3 separate regions of the Mus musculus genome follow, and all the other regions are linked to region 3. Evidence: chromatin contacts called from public Hi-C data. All regions are on one chromosome and are shown on one strand. The core of a region is the stretch at or near the end of the contact, and the rest is flanking DNA. Distances in the headings are between cores, read along the strand shown.

Region 1 (3,705 bases), core at 280-2,779, 140 kb after region 3:
CTCTCACCAGGTGTTGGATTCTGTGGAGAGAGGCTGACAGAACTGCTGTGGGTGGGGCTGTGGTCCAGAGTGCAAGATGGTTGGAAGCATCTGTTTAACAGCTTCACTCATGCCTGAGTCATACATGCCTGTCTCTTCCCTATCTATTCCATCTCTTCTTGTTCTTGGCGTCCTTCTTTCCCTATACTGAAATGCCAACCTTACTACCCAGGTTTAGTCTTTCTAGCAAAATGGCTAATGCTCCTTCAGATCAGCCCTGCTACAAGGGAGGGCTAGTTCCAAGTCAGGCTAATTCCTGAGCCATTGTACTGCATTTGAGAACCAAGGCTTCGGCTTCAAGATTACTTTGCTCTCCCGGAGTTGCAATACAATAACATTTCTTTCCCCAACATGGATTGGGGAAAGAAATATTCTCATGTGAGTTCTTGGATTTTTTTAATGCTCTAATTAGCTTTTGGGAGGTGCATTTAAAGCTGGATAGCAGCTGTGGACTCAGTCCTTTCAGGGCTCCATACTAGGGGGAGTTGAAGGTGTGAAGAGAGGAGAATATGAGCTGTAACTGATGTTACAGCAATTATAATGCATTATATCCCTGGGAAGAGGGAATGGACACAGGACTGAGAGCTCTTTGCCATGGAAGTCATGTCCTTAGTTGCTGTGAGGTCTGTCTTGGATGGTTGTGCATCACAGAGCATCTAAGGAAGGGAGTGGCTTTAATTTTGTGCTTCTAGGAGTACACTCTGACTGGGGAAGCCTGACTGGTTAGATGTTGATTTTTTTGTTTTTTTCTTTTTCTGGAAGGCCATGGCTAGGTTTGCTAAGGCGCATGACAGATGACCCTTGTGAACCAATGTTGGAAGAACCTCTCGTTGGGAAGGTGCCATGGAGAACACTCAGCATCAATGCCCTACAAGTTTTCTTTAATGTCCAGTGTAGCTCATGTTCAAAATAGCAATGGAAATGTGTGGTGTTTATTGCAGGCACATATGTTTGTGATCAAGGTATAGCTCTCAGGGATGAGAAGCAAAATGCAGTCATTTGCTGCTCAGCATCATAGCTCTCATACATTCAACGAAATAGCTTTATTTATCTTCTTCTGCATATAGGACCTTCCATATTGCAAATTTATTGAATGGTTAATGGCCTAAAAGTATGGGGTTCATTACAGAGAGATGTATTTATTGCAGTGTTAATTAAATAAAAGCATTGTAATCTTTCCAAATTGAACAATTACGTTCATTTAAACATTTTAAGGAGAGAAAAAAACTTCTATATACTAATTGAGTTGTATAATGAAAAGCATGTGTAATGGAAATTTAAATAAAACAAATACTGAAATAATTCAAATAATTCTTTAACAATATAAGATGTCTACCTCCGTCTTTATTAGAGATACTCTTAGGGCCAGCCTGCTTCAGAACCCCTGCCCTCAAGGCTGGGCATATGATTTCAGAGCCTCTGGGCCACCCTCACATACCAGCTGGCCAACCCTTAGACATCAAAGTCCTGGTTGGCTACCAGCCGCAGCCCCTGACACTCTGGCCGTTTGCCTGGATCCCGACAGGCTGGCTGGAGGCCTGGAGGCTGAGCTGACAGCCTCTTCTGGAGTCTGATGAATGGTTTCTGGCAACAGATAGCTCTGTTCTGACTGCCTGTGGGAGAAGCACCCTTCAGAAAATGGGTACCGTCTCCTGGCCTGTCCAGGGTAGGAACCCTGAAAAGTTCTTGGTGCTGCTAAGTTTACATCCCAAAGAGCTCTGTGTTTGCTTTTGGAATTCTCACCTCTCTCCATAATTATCAGGCTGGGAGGGGGGTGGCGACAAAACCGTGTTATCTGGTACAGTGAAGAGATTTCCCGATTCCGTGTCCTCCTGTGAAGGTCTTTCGCAGCCTACAGTTTGTGGTTCTCTTCCCTGCTTTAGTTCCGTAGGGCTCCGGCCTAAGCTAACATTAGGTTGCTAGCAAAGGACAAGGAAGCAGAAAAGCAGGCACATTTTCCACCGTGCTGCTCACTTCCTGGTTCTACGGGGGGGATTTGTGTGGGATTCCTGGTTTGCCCGCAGCTTGTTCTCCTGTTTTGAACCAGTCTTCAAGCCAAGCAGGACTCAGTCAGCACCCTTGTCACACACAGACACAGTGTGAGGCAGGAGGGCTGCCCTCACTTTCTGACATGCGGATTTTGCTGGGATTATCGGGAAGCTTAAAGAGAAATGGCTGCCCTAAAACCTTCAATTATTAGAAAGTAGCAACAGTAAGTTGCTTTGGAAGCAAATTCCTGCTTGCCTTATCCTCAGGATGAAGTTTTAGAAACAGGAGTATCTAATCATAATCCTCGTGCTGACTAAATGTATTAATAAAAAGGGCTTATGGAAGCAGGATCGAGAAATGCAGACCGATTAGACGTGTGACACGGGAATATGTGTTCTGTGCCCCATTTATGAACGCCTGCCAGAAGTGTCACTGTAGCCAAAAGGACTAGGCAGACCCCGAAGAATGGAGAAAAAGTCCTAAAGTCAGTGACTATGCCCAAGATTTCCGTGGTGAGATTGATCAAGACAGAGAAATACTAAAAACATGAATGGACTATTCCCTAGACTAACAAGAAACTTGGATTATATAGAGCAGGACTGGACTATGTGCCTTCAGAGGGCCCCATTCAGACTTGTGACTTTCTCTTCCACTGGAAGGAAAGAGATCGTTTAGAGGGGAGCCATGTTTGGATACACCCCATCTTCTCTTCCCATGTGAGTCTCAGCCCGGTCATAACTTCCTGTACAGTGAGCCGGAGAGTAGCATGGACTCCTGGGATTCATCAACCGACTGCCATTGACTGGTGAGGACATCCGTATTTTAGTGGAAAGTCCAATCTCTGATTCTTTTCTCTGTGCATATAGCTTACTAAATGTTTATATTTCAAGTTCATTTCCCCCATTGTTTAATATATTATGGTCATAATCCTAACTGTTGTTGAAAGATACTCTGTTTGCAAGGTTTGAGAAAGAAGGGGTCCTAGCTTGAACATAGTTTGGAGAGCAGGTCCTGAGGTATTTATGAGGAGTCAGCCCCATCTCTTATTCCCAGTCATATCCCACTTTTCAGCAATGCAAAGTTTGAAGAGAAATCTCCCAGGAGTTTCTTGAGTAAAGCCATTAGACACAACAAAAGCAGCAATGATGATTTGCCTATGGCCAGATAGCTACTTAGGATAGAGCTATGATTTGTAATCAGGTATTTAAAGCTCCATCACCAACTATTGGTACTCTATATACTATTATGGCTACCTAATTATTTGGACACTAATTCTATTGGAAATCCATTGCTGCCAGGGCTGAAAATGGTAGGGGCAGCTCCTCATGGACCAACATCATGTCGAACAAATTCCAATGCATCTTCATCTCATGATGGTCTTAAAGCAATCTTGAAACTTCAAACTTTGTGTTCCCATTTCATGGGTGGGCACAGTGAGGTTGAATGTAGCATCAGCCTGGGACTGAGCATCATGGTGATTTGTAATGTTTTTCTCCATCGTTTTTCTCCTCCTCATCTCACCTGTAAAGGAAACAAGCTTGATTTAATGAAGGTGACACTCCCACCAGGCAAGTTTGCTGATCATAGGTGCACAGAAGGAGGGTGGTTTTGTTTTTGTTTTTTTCTTCTTCAGTGGAGTACGTTCCTGAGAGCAAATATACATTCAGGATCACCAGA
Region 2 (4,178 bases), core at 1,299-3,798, 200 kb after region 3:
TCCCCAGTTGGCCTAATTCCTGGAACACAACTTTTACACCTGAGATCCGCAGATGATTGCGTGCCCACCTTAATGAAGTCCTCAGCACGCAAAGACTCAAAGCAACTTGTTTGCCTCCAGTTCACCCATTTCCTCTTCCTCATTAAATCTACTCTCTTTACCTAGTTCTCTTCTTTCTTTAAAAACTCCTCTAACATTTCTTCAGGCTTCTGTTTGGTTCTCTTTGTAATTTTATCTTGTTGACTCTGGAGCAGGAGACTAAATCCAAGGCATGAGACTAGTTAGGCGAGCACTCTATACTGAACGACAGCCTCAGCTTCCCTCCCCATTTGGTTCTTTATCTGGAAATGTACCCTGGGGAAGGCAACTCTAAGCTAAGGTTGCTTGTCACCCAAGGACTGACATGATTTCTATAAAACCACACAGATGATGGGTCAGATGGCATTGGGGTTGGTAAGCTTCAGTAAGGACATTAAAGTCTATGAGTCTCCCACTATATCCATACTTTATCCTGTAAGACTCTTAGACCTGATTGTAAGGCTTGTGTACCATTTATAATGAATGATTAACTGTAAGCAAAGGGTTTTCCTGAGATAAATCTACCATACTGTCAGGATGCATCTCTGCCTCATAGCTAGGGTGCCTGAGCACCTCTGACAAGCCACTCAGGGGAAGCAGAAAGCAGTCTGGTATAGGGGTTCCAGGGGTGAGATGGTTTGATTCCCAGCATCCTGTATACCTAGATGCCAATGGGGACCGCTAAGAGTTGGGGACCTCTGCTGGTCCTTGAGCTTCCCCTAAGCACCAGGCAGGAAGAAGATGGCAGAGCCTCGGACTGGGGTGAAATCGAGTCTGGTTCTGAGTGAGTACCGAGAGTGCAGGGGGGCTGGAAGAAGGAAAGCCTTCTCTGGGAGAGTTAGGTTCTTTATGGCAAAGACCAACCCCCACCCCAACAGAGATCCTTGATAAAGAAGACAGACTCTGTCCAAACTGCTTTATTTGATGGTGAATGTGAATGCATATATCTTCCTCAGGGTGAATGAGGGATCAAAGACCTTATGTGGAAAGGGACTCACTGGAAGGGGAGATCATTACCTAAACACTCGGGGCCTGTCTGGAACCCTCGTTAGCATGGAGAACTCTGGGTTTTTATGGTACATGACTGATTGTCCTGGTCCTCTCAGTGGGGTGTCATGGTTATATGTTCCAGATCAGGTAGTTTGGCAGGGAGATGGCTCCATCCTATCATTCTCAAGTCTGAGATTTTCTTGGGTTTAGCCTTGCTCAGCCGTACCAGTTCTTCTGTCGTCCCAAGGAAGAACTTCTTGGATCCAGAACTAGTCAGTCAGAAGTCCTGGGTGCCCTGGGATTTTCAGCTGGTATCTGGCATGGGGGATAGCCCTATATAACTGATGGCTGGATCAGGGGATTTGTGCTAACTGTGGGTGGCTACAGCTATAGTGAAAGCTGATTTATTTTGTTGAGTGCCTTGTGGATGTCTACAGAAAACTGAGGAACTAGTGTCACGAGTAAAGATAACTGTTATCTGACATCAGAAGTTCATGTGAAAATGGCCCAGAGCTGGTGACATCAATTTTAGTGTTGCTGCTGATCTCAGTAACTTGAAAGCCATCCTATCTAAAGAGGACAACAGACTTGCACATTAGCCACCACCACCTTCAATGCACAATGCAGACATTACTAATCAAATTATTCTACCAGACCCAGCCTCTGTCTGCATGTGAGCACATCACTCCCTAATGTCCTGCTATTCAGAACTTTAGAACCATCTTGCCTTTCCCTGCCAAAAATATAATGCTTAATAAGTTTGTCATCTTTCCGGATTGACTCACTTCCAGGTTCCTATTTGTTTGAAAAACAAACTTTTATAGTCTTTAAGCTCTTCTGACTTGGGCTTAGCAATTACTGTGTAGACAATTCATTTATTTTCAAAGCTTGTGTTTTTCCTAGTTTATATATAAAGAACCTGTGGAAGGCATCCCTTTCAATTTACAAAGTTCAATGGGGAAGGGTCCATCTTGATCCTCAACAGACGGAGAGTTGAGCTCTTGCTCTTTGCCCTTGAGAGGTAGACCAAGGGGTCCTGAGAAGACGCAGACATGTGGTATTCATGGCAACTTTGTATGCTGAGCTTAAACCTCTGACTCAAGCTACAGAGACTCCAGTGGCTTCCAGGGGCCAGCACCAGGCAGAATACACTAATGCTTACATCATCCTTAGGCACAGAACCCCGTTACTCCTGTGCTGGGCTTCTCAGGGAAACCTCAGTTTTGTGGCTGGAATGGCAGACCTCACCCAAAAGTTGAGAAGTTCACATCAATCAAAGCACACATTTAGGAATAATCAAAACATAAAGCAGATGCCATTATCAGAACCCTGTGTGTATCCCCAAATGCAAGTCAAACATGCAAAATAAGCTGACATAAAACATGGGGTCTTTCCTTTCTCAAACATTTACTGCTTACTCAGAGAAGGCAGGGCTTCTTCTGAGAAACTGCCAATGTTGTGGTGGACTTAGCCAGACTGAGGGCCAGAAGCTGCTGTCCTGCCATCTCAGTCAGGGATACGGATACACTAAGACCTGAGACAAGCAGTAATAGCTGGTTTGAGTAGTCATATTAATGCTCATATCTCAGAGTTACTATGTCTGGATATGGTGTGTGTGTTATGTCTATGTGGAAAATCTTATTACTCTTATTTTAAAAATTATTGACAATAATATCAAATTCCATGAACAATGCTGATATCAGTTATAACAGGAAATGCTTTAGTCCCCATAAGTGCAAATGCTACTCATATTATCTAATACCTCTGATGCCTCCTTCAATTCTCCAACACCAATGACTTCTGTGCCTCTCAGAAAAAGCCTTTTCCTAATTAAAACAATCTAACAAGTACAGTTAAAGTGAACCTTAAACACAGTAAAAAGAGGAATTACACAGAAGGTAGAAGTAACCTGGGCTCCTCTGAAATATAAGCAGCTACTGTTCCCCGAAGCCCTCGATCCCCCAGGAATGCACTCCCAGATAATGCTGCCTCATACTTTGCCCCCAAATTCTCTGGGTCCAGGAATTTCCACAGTCCTGCCCATGGCCACTTCCTCCCATTTCTTCTCTCTCTCTCTCTCTCTCTCTCTCTCTCTCTCTCTCTCTCTCTCTCTCTCTTTCTTTCTTTTTATTCTTTTTTTTCATTAGATATTTTCTTTATTTACATTTCAAATGCTAACCCGAAAGTTCCTTATACCCTCCCCCGGCCCTGCTCCCCTACCTACCCACTCCCACTTCTTGGCCCTGGCGTTCCCCTATACTGGGCCATTATTTTTAGGTTTGCAATCTCACATTTTATATGCTTATTTTTTCATTTATCTTTGAGATTATAATAACATCATTTCTCCCTTCCCTTTCCTTCCAACCTCCTCCTCTTTTTTTTTTTTTTTTTGTTGTTGTTTTGTTTTTTTCAAGACAGGGTTTCTCTGTGTAGCCCTGGCTGTCCTGGAACCCACTTTGTAGACCAGGATGGCCTTGAACTCAGAAATCTGCCTGCCTCTGCCTCCCAAGTGCTGGGATCATAGGCATGTGCCACCACTTCCTGGCTCCAACCCTCTCCTAAGCCTCTCCATGCTCTCTTTCAAATTCTTGGTCTCTTTTTTCATTAACTGTTGTTATATGCATACAAGTATACCATGTATTATCAAGTTTATGTAAATTTATGCCATTTTAACAGGACACATATTTTACTGTATATGCAGAGTTTTTCTTCTTATATTACATACACACATGTACTGCTGTGTGTGTGTACTGGATATTTTTGTGTCAACATGACACAGCTGGAGTTATCACAGAGAAAGGAGCTTCAGTTGAGGAAATGCCTCCATGAGATCCAACTGTAAGGCATTTTCTCAATTAGTGATCAAGGGGGAAAGGCCCCTTGTGGGTGGGACCATCTCTGGGCTGGTAGTCTTGGTTCTGTAAGAGAGCAGGCTGAGCAAGCCAGGGGAGGCAAGCCAGTAAGTAACATCCCTCCATGGCTCTGCATCAGCTCCTGCTTCCTGACCTGCTTGAGTTCCAGTCCTGACTTCCTTGGTGATGAACAGCAGTATAGAAGTGTAAGCTGAAAAAACCCTTTCCTCCCCAACTTGCCTCTTGGTCATGATGCTT
Region 3 (3,897 bases), core at 488-2,987:
GCAGGACCCTGGCATCCCAGGCATCTGCTGCAGGCAGCCATTGTGCTTCCTGGGCAGACTCTTGGCTCTCTCCTGGCATCAGCCTCCTCATCTGAAAGCTCAGAGACAATAGCACAGGCTCCAGGACCACAGCAGCTTCTATTCACTATGTCCAGGATGTCAGGTTCCCAGGAGAACATGGGAAGTCCAGACACTCTCACAACCTGACATTTTACAAGGACTCTGGTCCAGTAGAGGTCACCTGGCTGTTCCCCTCCCCTTCCTCCATTGGAGGGCGCCATGAACAGCAGGCTGGGAATTTTCTTCTGCACATGAACCATCATGTATCATGTCCCTAGACCCAAACCATTTGGTCTGTGCTCTGGCTCATCACAGTCTGTCATTTTGCTGTGTGGCTTTGGGGCAAAGTTTGTGCCTTCTCTGGACCCCCATTCTTCAACATGTGCATAGTGGTTTGGAAAGTGTCAAGAGTATTTGCCTTCTCCTTTAACCAGCTGATCATATTTGGAGGTGGGAAACAGAACATGGGCAAATGAAGCAAATGGAACCTGGACTACATTGTTTGGCCTTTGTCCTTCTGTCCTCTGTCCTTCTGCCCATTTGCCCATGTGCCTTGCCCTCTCTTTGTCTATCCAGGTGCTCTGTCCCTCAAATCATGACATTCTGTGTTTCAAAACCACCCATAGAGTACTGGCCCTTTTCTTGGCCTTCCTGGGCCTTATCTGTGAAAGGGGCAGTTCCTGGCCATTGTGCATAGGTTCCCAGGGATTTCCCAGGAAGTGGTTTGTGCAGGCAACTGGCCTGGACGTGGTGCTCACACAATAAACGACAAGTGGTAAGTCTTCTATCGGCAGCCTGTAAGTAGCAACTGCACATGACCCACCCCTCGGCCATGGAGAGCACATCTGGGGATGTTACCGAGTGGTGGGCAGAGAGCAGGATGAAGCTGGCTTGCAGCCTGCCATCTCCAGACTGTTTGCAGTGCAGAGAACACGGGTCCTGTCTAACAGGCTGGTTTCCTGGAGGGATTCCTGGCAGGCAGGTACGTTTTCCCACTCAGAGCCTTTCCTGAAATCCATAATCCAGGCTGGGGCCCAAGCTCTCCACCTTTATTCTTCCCCTCTGCATTTCCCCAGGGCCTCTACCAACCAAAACTTTAGCTGGGTAAACAAATCACTCAGACTTTCTCTTGTGAGGAAGGATCACGACTTGGTACCATTTAGGGTGGGGCACTGGGAAAGAGAGAACCCTAAGAGGGTGCCCCAGTGACAAGGGGAAATTTATGCTCCCTGCATTTTTTTTTTCCATAAGAAGCTTCAACCACTTGAATTTGGGGCTCGAAACCCAAGAAACCAGTTCTAAACTGTTTGCACCTCTCCCGCTGCTTCTTGCTAAATTTCATTAGGGCTGACAATTTGTAGAACCACTTACAGTGTAATATGATTTGAATGGCTGGCCCTAACTGTTAGAGATGGAGGCTCCCCTGGGCGTGGGAGCCTAGACACTGGAGACATTTCCCAGGCAATGGGGCCTCCCTGAATTGGGGTGCGGCGGGGCTCTATGAAGGCAGAAGGCAACTCGCCAGACAGGGTGTCCACTCTCAGAGCCAGGAGGGGCAGTCTCTAGCCTCCCTTCCCTTGTTGCCCTGCAATCACTTCTGGTCTTGGAGGCTGAGCAATCTTTGAGTTTCGGCATGCAATAAAACATGCTTGACCACAGGCTTGTGTTGAGCCAGGACTGGAGTTCCTCGCCAAGCCCGCTGGCCAGCAGTCCACATGGGTAGGCGGAATTGATAGTGTGGTCCTGCCTCTGGCATTGCTTTCTGTTTTGGCTTTGTAACTAAAACAGAGCTGATGCCGGAGAGATGGGACGGTCCCGTTTTATTTTTATCCCCTATCAGAGTTTCACGCCCATGCGTGTAAGTGCGGAGTAGTTATGGTGTGTCACAGAATCAGTTTGCGTTTGGATTCCTGCCCTGCCTCATCCTGTGACCTCAGGCACGCCATTTTCCATCCCTGAGTATCAATTTCCTGGTTTACTAAAACTAAGCTGGTGTTTCCTACTCTGCACAATTAATTAGGCAAAGTATCTAAAACAGTCGCGTCGCGTCGACAAGAGCCACCAGCAGCTGTGGGGACTAGCTGAGCTGGAATGGTTAAAGCAGTTCATTCTTCAGGGCATCGAGCCTCATATCAGGGGCTTAATATAGCCACGAAAGTAAACGACGGAATAGCTATAGGATTTCCTGTGAGTGTAGGAGTGCAGGTCTAGATGTGCACCTGCACACATGAGATGCTCAGTGAGCATCTAGAAGGCAGCCAGGCCTTCATCATCTCCCACCGGCACAAGAAGCCTACTGACCAGTGCTGATTTCAGACACACCATGAGAGCCATTTGCTCAGAATATAGACTATGACACTGTCTTAGTATTGGTCATTCCCTTGTTGTTCCTCCTTCTCTTCCTTCTTTCCTCCCCACCACTCCCCTATCTTCCTTTTCTTTTCTTTCCTTTTTAAGACAGGCTTTTGTTATGGAGGGCAGTCTGGCTTCAAATTCCACTACACCTAAATCCCTTTGTAACACTGAAACAAGAGAAGAGTCTTCAATGGCCTGGGAGACAGCCATGGGTACTAAGTAAGGCACAGGATGCAGGGCCCAGGACTATACAGATGGACTCTGCAGCAGCAGGACCTGAAGCTCTGGCTGCCTCAGTTACGGATCTGTTAGCAGTTGTTACAGGCTGCAGGCTGTGGGGTGGGGACCACGGTTACAAAATGATGATGGCAAGGTCTGCCTGAACCAAGGTCTAGGCTCCAGGGAGGAGCCCAGAGCAAGGCATTCATGAATTCCCCTTCACCATGGATTCTAAGTTAACACATGACATCAGCAAAATGCAGATTTAGAACCTACCTTTTGGTTATGCAGATTTACTGTGTAGACAGTGATTCCTAGGGAGTCTGTATTTTCTTAATTTCCTGGGGGGAACCCAGCAGCCTACTCCTACTAAAGAATGAGAATAGGTTCAGGTCTTGGGGGGGGGGTCACTTGTGGGTAATCACAAATGCTCTGGTCTCAAGATGATAATATCCCAGTCATTGGCTCTTAATGAATTACACACACACACACACACACACACACACACACACACACACACACACGTTCCTAATGAGAGGACTTGATTGGTTGTTGCCTGTTGTTCAATCAGCAGTCATTGTTTGGGGTGGTGGGCTGGAACATGGAGGCTCCAGCTTGGTTTCTAAGGGCTAAGCTCCTTCACCTAGCCTATCACATATCCATCCCTGTACTGGATTAAGAGCAGGTCCCCGAAGAAATACCTGCTCTTTTATCTTCAATTTATATTTATATTGTTGTCAAGACTACTGAAGACAGTAAAGGCGTGAAGCAATGTCAGTGTGCAGCGGATGGACAGACCAAGGCGGGGGTGGGGGGGGTGGGGGGGGCGGGGGGAGCGGGGGAGGGGAGGGAGGGAGGTACTGACTTACAAAGTATTAGTCAGACTTGAGGCTGTGAGAGGGGATGTAAGTGAGTCTGGAGGAAATTAAGCTAAGTGAAAAAAGCCAGGTGTGGAAAGACAAACACTGGATACAATTCCACTTAGAGAGTCTAAAATTGCCACATTTGTAGCAAAGTTAGTGGAGCATTATCAGGAGTCCCAGGGCTAGTGGAGAGAAGGAGGTGAACCCAGGTGCTCCTGCCTGTAGCGAACAGTATGATGATACCCTTCAAGACTTACAGATAGTTCTGAGGTGGAGTGAGGAAAAGAGGATGTGGGGGTGGGGAACTGACTGAATTTTAATGATTTTCGAATCTATCTCCTTTGGGGATGTCACTCTTGTGGCTTTATCTGGTGATATCTAGAGACCAGGATGGTCTTTT

What was found. Hi-C and Micro-C count contacts between places; a contact is called where the count stands out from the background.
Region 1: a contact with region 3 is called in a Hi-C map of uterus. The contact joins two enhancer-like sites. A contact is called at or near these places in 4 of 484 Hi-C or Micro-C datasets (nephron progenitors, uterus and ventricular fibroblasts) and 2 of 115 datasets of contacts at active chromatin or transcription factors (embryonic limb bud and embryonic stem cells).
Region 2: a Hi-C map of tail fibroblasts shows a contact between it and region 3, with 2.6 times the contacts expected there. The contact joins two enhancer-like sites. A contact is called at or near these places in 6 of 484 Hi-C or Micro-C datasets (Sertoli cells, embryonic fibroblasts, tail fibroblasts and 1 more).

The regions. Positions count from the first base shown.
Region 1 is chr14:28,674,137-28,677,841 of GRCm38.p6, forward strand. The region is part of intron 2 of Gm35164 (predicted gene, 35164); the gene reads left to right. Among named protein-coding and RNA genes, the nearest start is that of Gm35164, 26 kb to the left of the region's middle. Within about 2 kb of position 1,530, at least 20 of the 459 cell types and tissues checked have an H3K27ac peak or open chromatin away from gene starts, as enhancers often do. A contact at or near this core is called in uterus, where this site is marked.
Region 2 is chr14:28,729,238-28,733,415 of GRCm38.p6, forward strand. No RefSeq gene overlaps it. Among named protein-coding and RNA genes, the nearest start is that of Gm35217, 67 kb to the right of the region's middle. Within about 2 kb of position 2,549, at least 9 of the 459 cell types and tissues checked have an H3K27ac peak or open chromatin away from gene starts, as enhancers often do. A contact at or near this core is called in tail fibroblasts, where this site is marked.
Region 3 is chr14:28,531,349-28,535,245 of GRCm38.p6, forward strand. No RefSeq gene overlaps it. Among named protein-coding and RNA genes, the nearest start is that of Wnt5a, 28 kb to the left of the region's middle. Within about 2 kb of position 1,738, at least 30 of the 459 cell types and tissues checked have an H3K27ac peak or open chromatin away from gene starts, as enhancers often do. A contact at or near this core is called in tail fibroblasts and uterus, where this site is marked.